2 separate regions of the Canis lupus genome follow, and region 2 is linked to region 1. Evidence: chromatin contacts called from public Hi-C data. All regions are on one chromosome and are shown on one strand. The core of a region is the stretch at or near the end of the contact, and the rest is flanking DNA. Distances in the headings are between cores, read along the strand shown. Region 1 has its middle 140 kb from the start of TOMM20. Region 2 has its middle 85 kb from the start of IRF2BP2.

What was found. Hi-C and Micro-C count contacts between places; a contact is called where the count stands out from the background.
Region 2: a contact with region 1 is called in a Hi-C map of liver, with 2.4 times the contacts expected there. The contact joins two enhancer-like sites. A contact is called at or near these places in 2 of 9 Hi-C or Micro-C datasets (liver and skin fibroblasts).

The regions. Positions count from the first base shown.
Region 1 is chr4:5,292,783-5,297,860 of UU_Cfam_GSD_1.0, reverse strand. No RefSeq gene overlaps it. Among named protein-coding and RNA genes, the nearest start is that of TOMM20, 140 kb to the right of the region's middle. Within about 2 kb of position 1,995, at least 11 of the 20 cell types and tissues checked have an H3K27ac peak or open chromatin away from gene starts, as enhancers often do. A contact at or near this core is called in liver, where this site is marked.
Region 2 is chr4:5,529,993-5,535,070 of UU_Cfam_GSD_1.0, reverse strand. No RefSeq gene overlaps it. Among named protein-coding and RNA genes, the nearest start is that of IRF2BP2, 85 kb to the left of the region's middle. Within about 2 kb of position 3,025, at least 5 of the 20 cell types and tissues checked have an H3K27ac peak or open chromatin away from gene starts, as enhancers often do. A contact at or near this core is called in liver, where this site is marked.

The DNA of each region.
Region 1 (5,078 bases), core at 746-3,245:
GGTTTTTATTTGGTTTCATTTTTGCCAGGCTTCTGAGAATGGTTCCTTTGTTCTGCCTTCACTCATTGCTTAGATCCTTCAAGGCAATCTCCTCAGAAAGTCATACAGCTGCTGCCCTAGACATGTATCCCCCCCAGAAACATAGCTGAAAAAAAACCCAGCTATTGCAGACTTTCAAACAATAAAACAGTGAGCTCTGAGAACAGAGAAGGCACCTCCCCTGGGCTGTGTCCCTCACTCCCTGGCCCAGAAGAGGCAGAGGGGAGGCAGAGAGGGCCTAGTGCTCAGCCCGGTCATCAGAAAGAGCCTTCAGCAACCAGAAGTAGCCGGCCCACTGTTCGTCTGCCTAGGGCAGGAGCCCCCTCTGGAAAATACTCCTTCCCCTGCACTCATCATGGGGTCCAAATGTGAACAGCATTCTGCTCAGAGATCTTTCCCTGGCTATGGAGATTGAGCGGGTGACGGTCACCTGACTCCAGTGAAGGCCATCGAGGCCTCTCTCTGGGACTTTGGAATTCTCAGCCCCTCTGCGGCAGTGATGCTGTGAGGTGTGATAAGCAAACCTGCCATCGTGTACATTCCCTACCACGAGGAGAAAGCTTATCAAAGAGATGAGAATCAATATTTGCTGGAAGATGATGTGAGAGAAAAGAGAGAGCGCCTGGCAGGGTCAGGTCGCAGCTGCAGGTGTCCTCAGAGCCCCCCCCCCCCCCCCGCCCTCCGCTTCTACAGTTGTCACACAGAGCTCCTTTTTAGAAGCCCCAACAGGGTTTAGTTGCACTTCTCTTGCGTGTGACTAATAATAGAGTCCTCATTAGATCCACTGTGATTGGATGCTGGCCATCGTGCCTGAGTGAGACCAGCTGACCTCTGCTCCCACCACGGAAACGAGGGGATGGAGGGGAAAGAAGTGGATAGAACTGACTGGAAGGAGAGATTATTACCCAGGGTGATTTAGGGCATTGGAATACAGAACCCCTGTGGCGACTCTGAGAGAATTTTTAAGTCTTTACCGAGTCAGTGCTTTTATCATTATGAACTCTTAGGCAGAGGCAATTATCTGGATAATTGAAGTGCTTCTTAGAACAGGTTTCAGGTGAGAGCAGGGATGACCGCTTAGGCAGCACACTAATGACAGATCCTTGGAAAGCTCAGCACTCCGGAATAAAAGGCCAGTCATGACTATTCTCAGGGGGAGGTAGCAGCTGCACATCTGGCCCTCTCCATCTACCACTGGCTAAGCGGACAAATGGACCCCGGGAGAGCTGGCATCCCCAGGCACTCAACTGCCTCCTCCATCAGTCTAATACCTGCCAGAGCTGGGCCCATAGAACCCTACCACTCCCTCAAATATGAGGCAGCCCCCGAAGTGGGTAGAGACCCAGGAGATGCCTCAGCTCTGCACCTCACTGGTCTTCATGGGCTGGAACCACAGGAAGGCCTCGGGTCACAGGAGCTCACCCAATTTCGGGGGAGGCCACAGAATCCAGCTTAATCCCCTTACTCATCTGCAAAGGTCAGAGGAGGGCCAGCAACCACCAGAGGCAGAGCCTTCATTTTTACTTCAGTTTCAAAGAATCCAGCTAAAGCCACATGGGCCCGGTGGCACCACCCTAAGAAACGGATCCAATCCTGAGTCAGAGAGGAAGCTGACACTCACTGAATCACCTGTCCACTTCCTCCTACCCCCAGCAGCTGGGCCAAAACCAGCAGCCACTTCCAAGGGGCAGCCTAGTGACCAGCACTTGGAAAAGTTGATGCCCCGAAGAAGAGTGAGCGGGGCCAACACTCACGTGGCCCGAACCACGACCAACTTCATCGTGACTCCCCCGCCCCCTGCATTTTCCAAAGTAAAGCTTCACATCTTGTGACAGCCCCTGTCCTGTCCTGCACTGCCCCTGGCTGTGCTATTTTTCACTTCCCTGTTCAGAACACAGCCACACTGTCCAAATGCCATGAATCATCACCGCCCAGCAACGGCCCCTCAGCAAGGCAGGAAACCACTGAGCGCCAGACCTAGAAGGAATGACTCTCTGCCACAGCCCTCTCCTGCTCCAGCCGGTCATCTGGCCTGAGGCCACAGCGGAAGGCGGCCGGACAGAGTGGCCACTCCAGGCACTCAACTTCTCTCCACAGTCGTCCCCGCTGGCTGCGCTCCCCACTCTCTGATCCACTGGGTCATTTGGGCATTTTGGAGCTTTCCAGCAGATTTCTTGGATGCATTAGCTAAAGTGAAGCTGATGGCTTCAAAGCCTAGGAGAAGAGAAACAGGAAGAACCGTTCAAGCCAAGGGAGATGTGATCAGGGGACGTGGCATGGAGCAAAGCCACCATTAGGAACACGGGGAGGCAGATCTCTGCCTGCACGTAGCCTCAAGATAATGGCCCACATGTCCTCTCTGTCATTCAAGCCCTGTATAACTGGAACCATGTGGCCTTCTAGACGCCATTCAACAAGTGCCCAAAAGTAGCTGCAAGTGAGCCTCTGAGTAAATAAATCAGTGAAAGATGATGGTCCTCAAGGATGGTCCAACTCTTCCATGCTGGGCTTCTGGCTCCTCTGAATGATAATCGTCTAAGCTCCATGCCAGGCTTAGGTTCTCTCGTAGTACTGAGAACCTGATATGAAGTCATTTTTTTCCCCAGCTCAATCACAGACAGTGATTGATTCAGAAGCAGAACAATGTAGGAAATGCAAATCAACACCACAATATTACGTCACTTCTAACCTATCAGATGGACCAAAACTCTAAATATGGACAATGACAACAGCCAGGGTTGACCAGAGAGTGGGAATGGGCGCTCTCCTATACCGTTGGTGGACGTAAAGTGTTACAGGTTCTCTGGGGGCAGTTTGACCTTGTGCATTACAATTATTAACAAGTAACCTTTGACTCCTTAATTTTAAGACTAAAAATTTCTCCTCAGCCGAATGAGCCACAAAATGCACAAAATGTAAGTACAAGGTAGTCACCACAGTGTGGTAAATAGATACACACACACCAAAAGTGAACCAATCTAGACATGATTGAGCCAGTGAATTAAATACATTTGGTAAAATGCTGTGCAACCATTAAAAAGTGTTGGAAATCTACAGCCAAAGCCATAGAATAGTAGTAGTGTGGGTCACTTTGACAAATGAAATGTAGGAGACAAAACTTGCATATGCCTGTTAGATAACTGTGTGTTGATGGTGTGTGTGTATAAAAGAGATACGTGGACGGTTTATCTATCTAATTATTAACAGCACTCATCTCTGTAGAGTTAGATTTCAGGGTAATTTGTAACTTCTTCCTCATATTTTCTGTATTTCTTCAAAGTATCTATAAGAAATGTGAAGTACTTTTATGATCAATGAAAATATACATTTATTTTCATTTGAAAACCAAAAGCAACACAAATGCAAAGCCTATTTTCCTGGCAGGCCATATCTGTCCAAGATTAGTCGCAGGTATTCATTCTGGTAGAAGGTATTATTGTGACGGGTGCCTGGGTGGCTCAGTCAGTTGAGCACTCATCTCTTGAGCCACTCAGGTCATGATCTCAGGGTCATGAGATTGAGCCCTGAGTCAGACTTTACACTGAGCATGGGGTCTGCTTGAGATTCTCTTCCTCTCCCTCTCCCTCTGCCCTTCCCCCCACTTGTGCATGCTCTCTCTCTCTCTCATAAATAAACAAACAAATGCCTTTAGAAGGTGTTATTATAGGCCATTCTACCAGGAGGCCTTGGGTTCTACATTGTTTCTCCTAAGTTTTGATGGGTTGAACTGGACCCATCTGTGCTCTTTTAAGCAGCCCCTGTGTGGCAATTCAATTTATCGGGATGGCTGACCAGGGTTGGGTGGAAGCTTGGACACATGAAGGGTTATGTGTGGTCATCAAATTCAAATCCTAGATTTCAGTGCACAGAATTAACTAAATTAACTAACTTAACAGACCTGTCTGGGTGGCCAAGCAGATTTCAGATGGTTTGAAAATACATGAATCACAACGCCCTATCTACTCAGCTCCTGAAATAAAATCCAGACCCTTAAAGAGCAGAAATCTAAAGCTGAAGGATTTTTAAGCAGATCATCTCTTCTAGAAACAGTACAAATGGGGGCACCTGGGTGGCTCAGGGGTTAAGCATCTACCTTTGCCTCAGGTTGTGATCTCAGTGTTCTGGGATGGAGTCCAGTATCAGGATCCCTGCAGGGAGCCTACTTCTCCCTTTGCCTATGTCTCTGTCTCTCTGTGTCTCTCATGAATAAATAAATAATTTAAAAAAAAATAAAGAAACAACCTAAGTGTCCATTGATGGATAAAGAAGATAGATAAGGTAGATAGATAGATGATAGATAGATAGATAGATAGATAGATAGATAGATAGATAGATAGATAGATACACACTGGAATATTACTCAGCCATAAAAAATGAAATTTCAGCATTTGTGATAACATGGATGGACCTTGAGGGCATTACATTCAGTGAAATAAGTCAGAGAAAGACACACACTGTAAGGTACCACTTGGATGTAAAATCCAAAAAACAAACAAACAAACAAAGCAAGGCAACAAACAACACAAAATGAAAATCATAAATGTAGAGAATGGAACTGTGATTGCCAGAGGCATGGGTGGAATTGATGAAGAGGGTCAAGAGGTACAAACTTCTAGTTATAAAAAAGGTGTGAGTCATGGGGTCCAATGTACAGCAAGGTGACACTAGTCAATAATGTTGTAGAGCACATCTGCAAGTTGCCAAGAGAGTAAATCCTAAAAATTAGCTTTGGGTGGTGACTGTTGTTAACTAGACTTATTGAGGTAATGATTTTATAATATATACAAATATCAAATCATTATGTTGTCAACCAATATCAACCAATGCTGTATGTCAATTATATCTCAATTTTTTTAAAATTTGTTTTTTTAGTATCTATTCTGACCTCTCATGTGACACATGATGAAACCAAGGAACAGAGAATATGAAGTGACTTGCCCAAGGTCCCATACTTAAGGGCAACAGAGCCCAGAAGAGGACTTGTGGTCTGCTGACCTGCAATCTGGGGTTCTTTTTGCTTTATCACAACTGGGACCAGC
Region 2 (5,078 bases), core at 1,776-4,275, 240 kb before region 1:
TTGGATCTAGGCCCCATCACATCTTCTCCAATCACCCAGGTCCAAGCTCCAGGACTGCTCTTGGATAGAGGGCTGGCTGCACACAGTAGAGTCGATGCTAGCATTTGATCTGGCTAGGAGCCCATCCCCGTGGTTCCCCAGTGAGGGCAGTGGCACTAGCCTACCCTTCGTCTGAGCACACTCGTGTCTCTATTCTTGTGACCTCTCCACAGTGCTCCTCAGGCAATGATGTCACATTGGCATCCAGGAAAATAAAACAAACATGTTGGTCCACACTGGTTAGAAATAATTGAGCAAACCTGCAATAAACTCATGTGTCCCGGTCTTGTTTGTGGTCCTATCATGAAGATCACATATCCTCTCTCTTAAAAAGACCTCAAGTATTGATTTAAATGTTCGTTTTAGAAAACACTGTATTGTGTTGAAGATACCATATAAAGATAGGGTGTCAGTATAAAATATAGGAATGTGGGGTTTAAACACATTGTATAATTTTCAAAAATCATATCCCAACTTTTAATTAAGGCAAGGGAGCTTAATTTAAACAAATACACGATTAAAGTTGACTACCAATGTGCCAATAGGACCATAATTTAAAAATATGATCCTCATTCTTTCCATTCGAGGCATCATCCTGGTCTGAATTTCTAGCCCTGTTCTCTCTGTACAAGAGGCTGAGTGAACTGAGATTTTGGCCTATATTACCAGCCACTTTTTTGGCAAACAAGAGGACACAGCAATCAAATCAGCCTCAAAATTGGCCCCAAACATCAACTAGGCCTGGACACGATGGTGTGTTTTCAGGCACATATAAACTTGGCCTGCATTCTTCAGAGTGTGAGTCTGGCACCTCTCTGGATCAGTAAATAAGCTTTTTGAAAAGCCCAAACAAACCATAAGGAAATCCTGCATTTTGAAACAAAAGGTATAAAAGCTAAGTAAAGACCCGCACCACCATTGTCTGGTTTGCCAGGATGTGAGCTATTGCCTTGGGAGAAAGATAACAAGATGCCATGATTGCGGGCCAAGACTACAGGTCCCATGAAAACAAGACAAATAATAGAAGAAAGAAGTGCTCCGTGGGCTTTCAGCTGTGCCAGGAGAGGAAAAAATTGCAGGGAGCAGCTCCATCCTGAACTGGTTTGAGAAACAGAGGCATGAGGAATGGAAACAAGAAATAACATGAGGACTAAGTCAACGTTTTCAGGAAAAACATGAGGGCAAAAAGAGAGGGGAGGGAAAAGGCAGAATAATGTAATACCAGCCAAAGGAACTGAGGGGGTTAGGGTGTGTTTTTTAGAATGTGTTTGCTCCCCCCCACCCTTTTTTTTCCTTTTTGATTCAAGGGGAGGAGTGTGGAAAAAAGAAAGAGTAGGCCCACTTCTTGAATGGAGAGGAAGTTGAAAGGTAAATGACTCCATATTAGCTGATCTTTTGAACCACTTTTTGTTTTGTAATGATATCTCTCTCTTTTTTTTTTTAAGATTTTATTTTTGCATAATCTGTGCGTTCAACATGGGGACCGAACTCATGACTCGAAGATCAAGAGTTGCACATTCCACCCGACTGAGCCAGCCAGGAGCCCCTAAAAATTTATCTTTACCAAGAAAAAGAAAGATAAGGGGGAAGGGCAACTGAGAACTAATGAAGATGCTGCCGATAAGCTATTTTTTTTAAGATTTTATTTATTTGAGAGAGAGTGCACTAGAGAGAGAGAGAGAGAGAGAGTGTGTGCTTGCATGAGTGGGGGGAGGGGCAGAGGAAGAAGCAGACTCCCCGCCAAGCAGGGAGCCCAATGTAGTGCTTGATCCTAGGACCCTGAGATCAGGACCTGGGCCGAAGGCAGATGCTTAACTGACAGCTTACCCAGGCGTCCTTCTATTTGATAAACTATTGATAAGGGCATGTTAAGGGGGTTATTTGGAGAAATTGAAAATATGCAAATGAGAGGTTGAACTAACACACATCCCAGGGTATTTTATGGCACTAGCCAAAGGGTTTACAAGAGCACAAAGGCAGTTATTTTTGAATCTCATCCACTGGGATGTGCAGGGACACTGGGAACAGATGTCTTAATATTATATCACATTTCATGTTAATATCATGCAAGATAAATGCATTGCTTGTTCTCAGAATCAGACATGTTAGCCTGGGTCCCATCCTTCCCTCCTCTCTCAGTAGCAATGTGATAGGATTGACTAAGGCAAAAGATGTTTTAAATGCCTTTTGGTTTTAAATAGAAACAGAAATGTGTCTCCCAAAAAAAGGAAGGGAACTGAGGCATTTGGGGAAACCAAAGGAATTGCCGAAGATCAAAGACCAAGTCAAAGACGAAGTGATGACCCGTCTTCTAGAAGCCAGACATCTTCCAAAATAAGGAATAGCACTGAAGGTGATCTGGGTCTCGGGTGTTAATGCAGGAGTGCCTGTGGGGAGCTGGTGGGGAGAGCTCACATTTTAGCAGCAGCCGCCAGCGTGGGGAGCCACTATGGAAGCAAAGCTCGCCTGCCTTCATAATGTGACCACTGCCTTAGCTGGCTCTCTCCTTCCATTCTCCTACCCTACGTATACTCGGCTGATGGCAGAGCTAAAATGATGAACACCAAATCATTCTTTCACCCCCTTCCCCAAAAGAATTTCAGCAGGACCCTCCCTAGGCTTCAGGACTTGCAGAGTGCATCTCTGCCTGTCCCCTTTACAGCGCCAGAGCTGCATGCTCAAGAGAGGGGTGGCAAGTGTTTTGCTGGTTTCTGCACGTAGACCAGACTGAGGGAGAGACATTAACCCCAGCCAATGGTAAGGCTTGGAGGATTCCGACAGTGAGGAGGTGAAGCCGGTTAGTGGGCACCCCTGTGCACCTTATCAGGTCTCTCCCTGACCCACCCAGTGCTGAGCTGGCCGACAACAGATACAGGCCTGCACTACATCCTGGATTGGACTCTGGGGCCCCTGCCAGCTTCGGCCCCTCCAAGCCGGCAGGGCACCCTAAGCCTCCTGCTCACACCTGTTGCTCGTCCCCAGCCACCTGATCTGATGCGCTGGGCAGGGTCAGTGTTTTGATCCTGCCTGCTCAGGCGTGCGCACGGATCGATGACAGTCGGCAGAGAACAACCCGTGACGAGGAAGAATGTCCTCTTCTGGGCTGACTCAGCTTGGGACAGGAAAGCAGGGGCATCTGGCCTTCGGTGAAGCCCTGGGTCGTCCCTTACGAAATATTAACTGAAAATGAATTTGCATTGGCCTGGCCCTAAGGTCGCTCAGGTGGGATTTGAAAGGCAGAGGCACTGTGTCAACAAAGAGAAGCGATAAGCTGTGTGCTGTTTCTCTGAGCTAATGCGTCCAACCGTGTACCACAGGGATCCGGTTTATATCTCTCTACAGATCGGTGTGTTTTTATGACAACCGTCTCCATAGCAACCAGGTGTCCAGACACTAAATGGATCTCAAGGATATTAAACCCAAGCCTGGTGCCGGAAGCCCACTCTGACCGCTGTTTCGCGGGAGCCACTTCTGATTGAGGGTTCAGGAGGCATGGGGGGGGCGGGGCCCAGGGCCCAGCTCTGCATGGTGATGGGGTGAGGACCCTTTTCTTTATCATTTTTCCTAATGATCCAGAAGAAAGAGTGAACAGCAGGTAAACACCACTCTCATGGAACTAAATGGGGAAGTGTTGCAAACGCTGGAGAGGCCGGAGAAATTATGTCAGTGGCCGTGAAGAAATAGCCAAGAGAGAATTGTCCTGGAAAGGCCTAAGTTGGCACGTCTGGAGGCCAATATTCCAAAATGGGAAGGTGTATGAGACTTACAGTGCAGGAATTGAGGAAATCGGGGTGCAGGAGCTCAGAGCATAGGGTCCCAGCCTCTGGTTGAGCTGAAGCTGAGACCCCAGCAAGGGACTGGCTCCTCTCCATTTGTTGGGGTAAGTCCAGAGAGCCAACCCAGGGAAGAAGAGTGGGGAGGTGCCCAGGACACAGGAGGGGATGACAGCATCACCTCAACATCTTGTGGCGGCAGCTCCCTGTCGCCGGATCACATGGGGTTCTGCCCAGAGGTGAGTCTGGCCAATGCTGGGCCTCTGGTCCCAGCTGTTCCATACCTAGGGTTTCTCTTGTTCTGAATCGTTGCCCACGTGCTAACTGCACAAGGAGGATAGAATAATGATGTTCCAGGCAGAACCGGAAGGAAGGCACAGCAGATGAAAATGGAACAAAGAGATGTGTGGTTGGAACCCTGGGAAGAAGTTTCCCCAGTGACATCCAAATAGGCTGCAAATGGCCTTTAGCAGGGAACTCCCTGTCATAATCTAAACCAGAACCCAACGAGGCAGGGTGGATGGCTAAGAGCGAGCACATGGGTGCAAGGGAGGATGGCGGCGAGGCCACCACTTGGATCCCCCAGAACTAGGTGTGTCCCCACTGAAGAGAGCTGCCCTCTCCCAAAGGAAAGATCAAGGTTAAATCTGCAACTGTCAGTGTGTCTGGCAACAAAATAAAAGGAAACCACATTCTCCATGAATGAAGGAGGAAGCAGGAGGAAGGTAGTTGTTGGTTTTTTTTTTTTCTTTTTTCTTTTTTTAAAACATGAGTAAGATCCTCAATATGTTTGAGATTATTTAGCAAATTCTCTGAAAAAAGCCTCGGGTCACAAACCAACAGATCATGGATGTAGAAACCATATTCTTCCGATGTCCCTCCCCTCCTCAACCCCAAAGATAGCAGGGTGGGCGTCGTGGGGGTCTCTGTTTAGTTAACCATTAACAATTCATAAAAGTCCAGACCTCTGCACGATAAGTCCAGTCCTTGGAATGTTATTAGAAAATCCTATTTCTGGTCTGTTATGAAACAGAGGTTTTGATGTGCTGCCAGGTTTATGGGGAACTCTGGAAACAGAACACTTGCTGCTCTGAGGAGCTGAGGCCAGTGGGTGTTACATAAAGCTTTCCTAGCAACTCAGGTTTATCACAGAATGTGAGGCTGCAGTGGAAAAAAGCAAACGAGTTAATGCAAAACATGAGCCAACCCACTATCCCCATTTGCTCTGAGGCCAGCCAGCAAATTTGTGGGAGTGATTTTAACCCA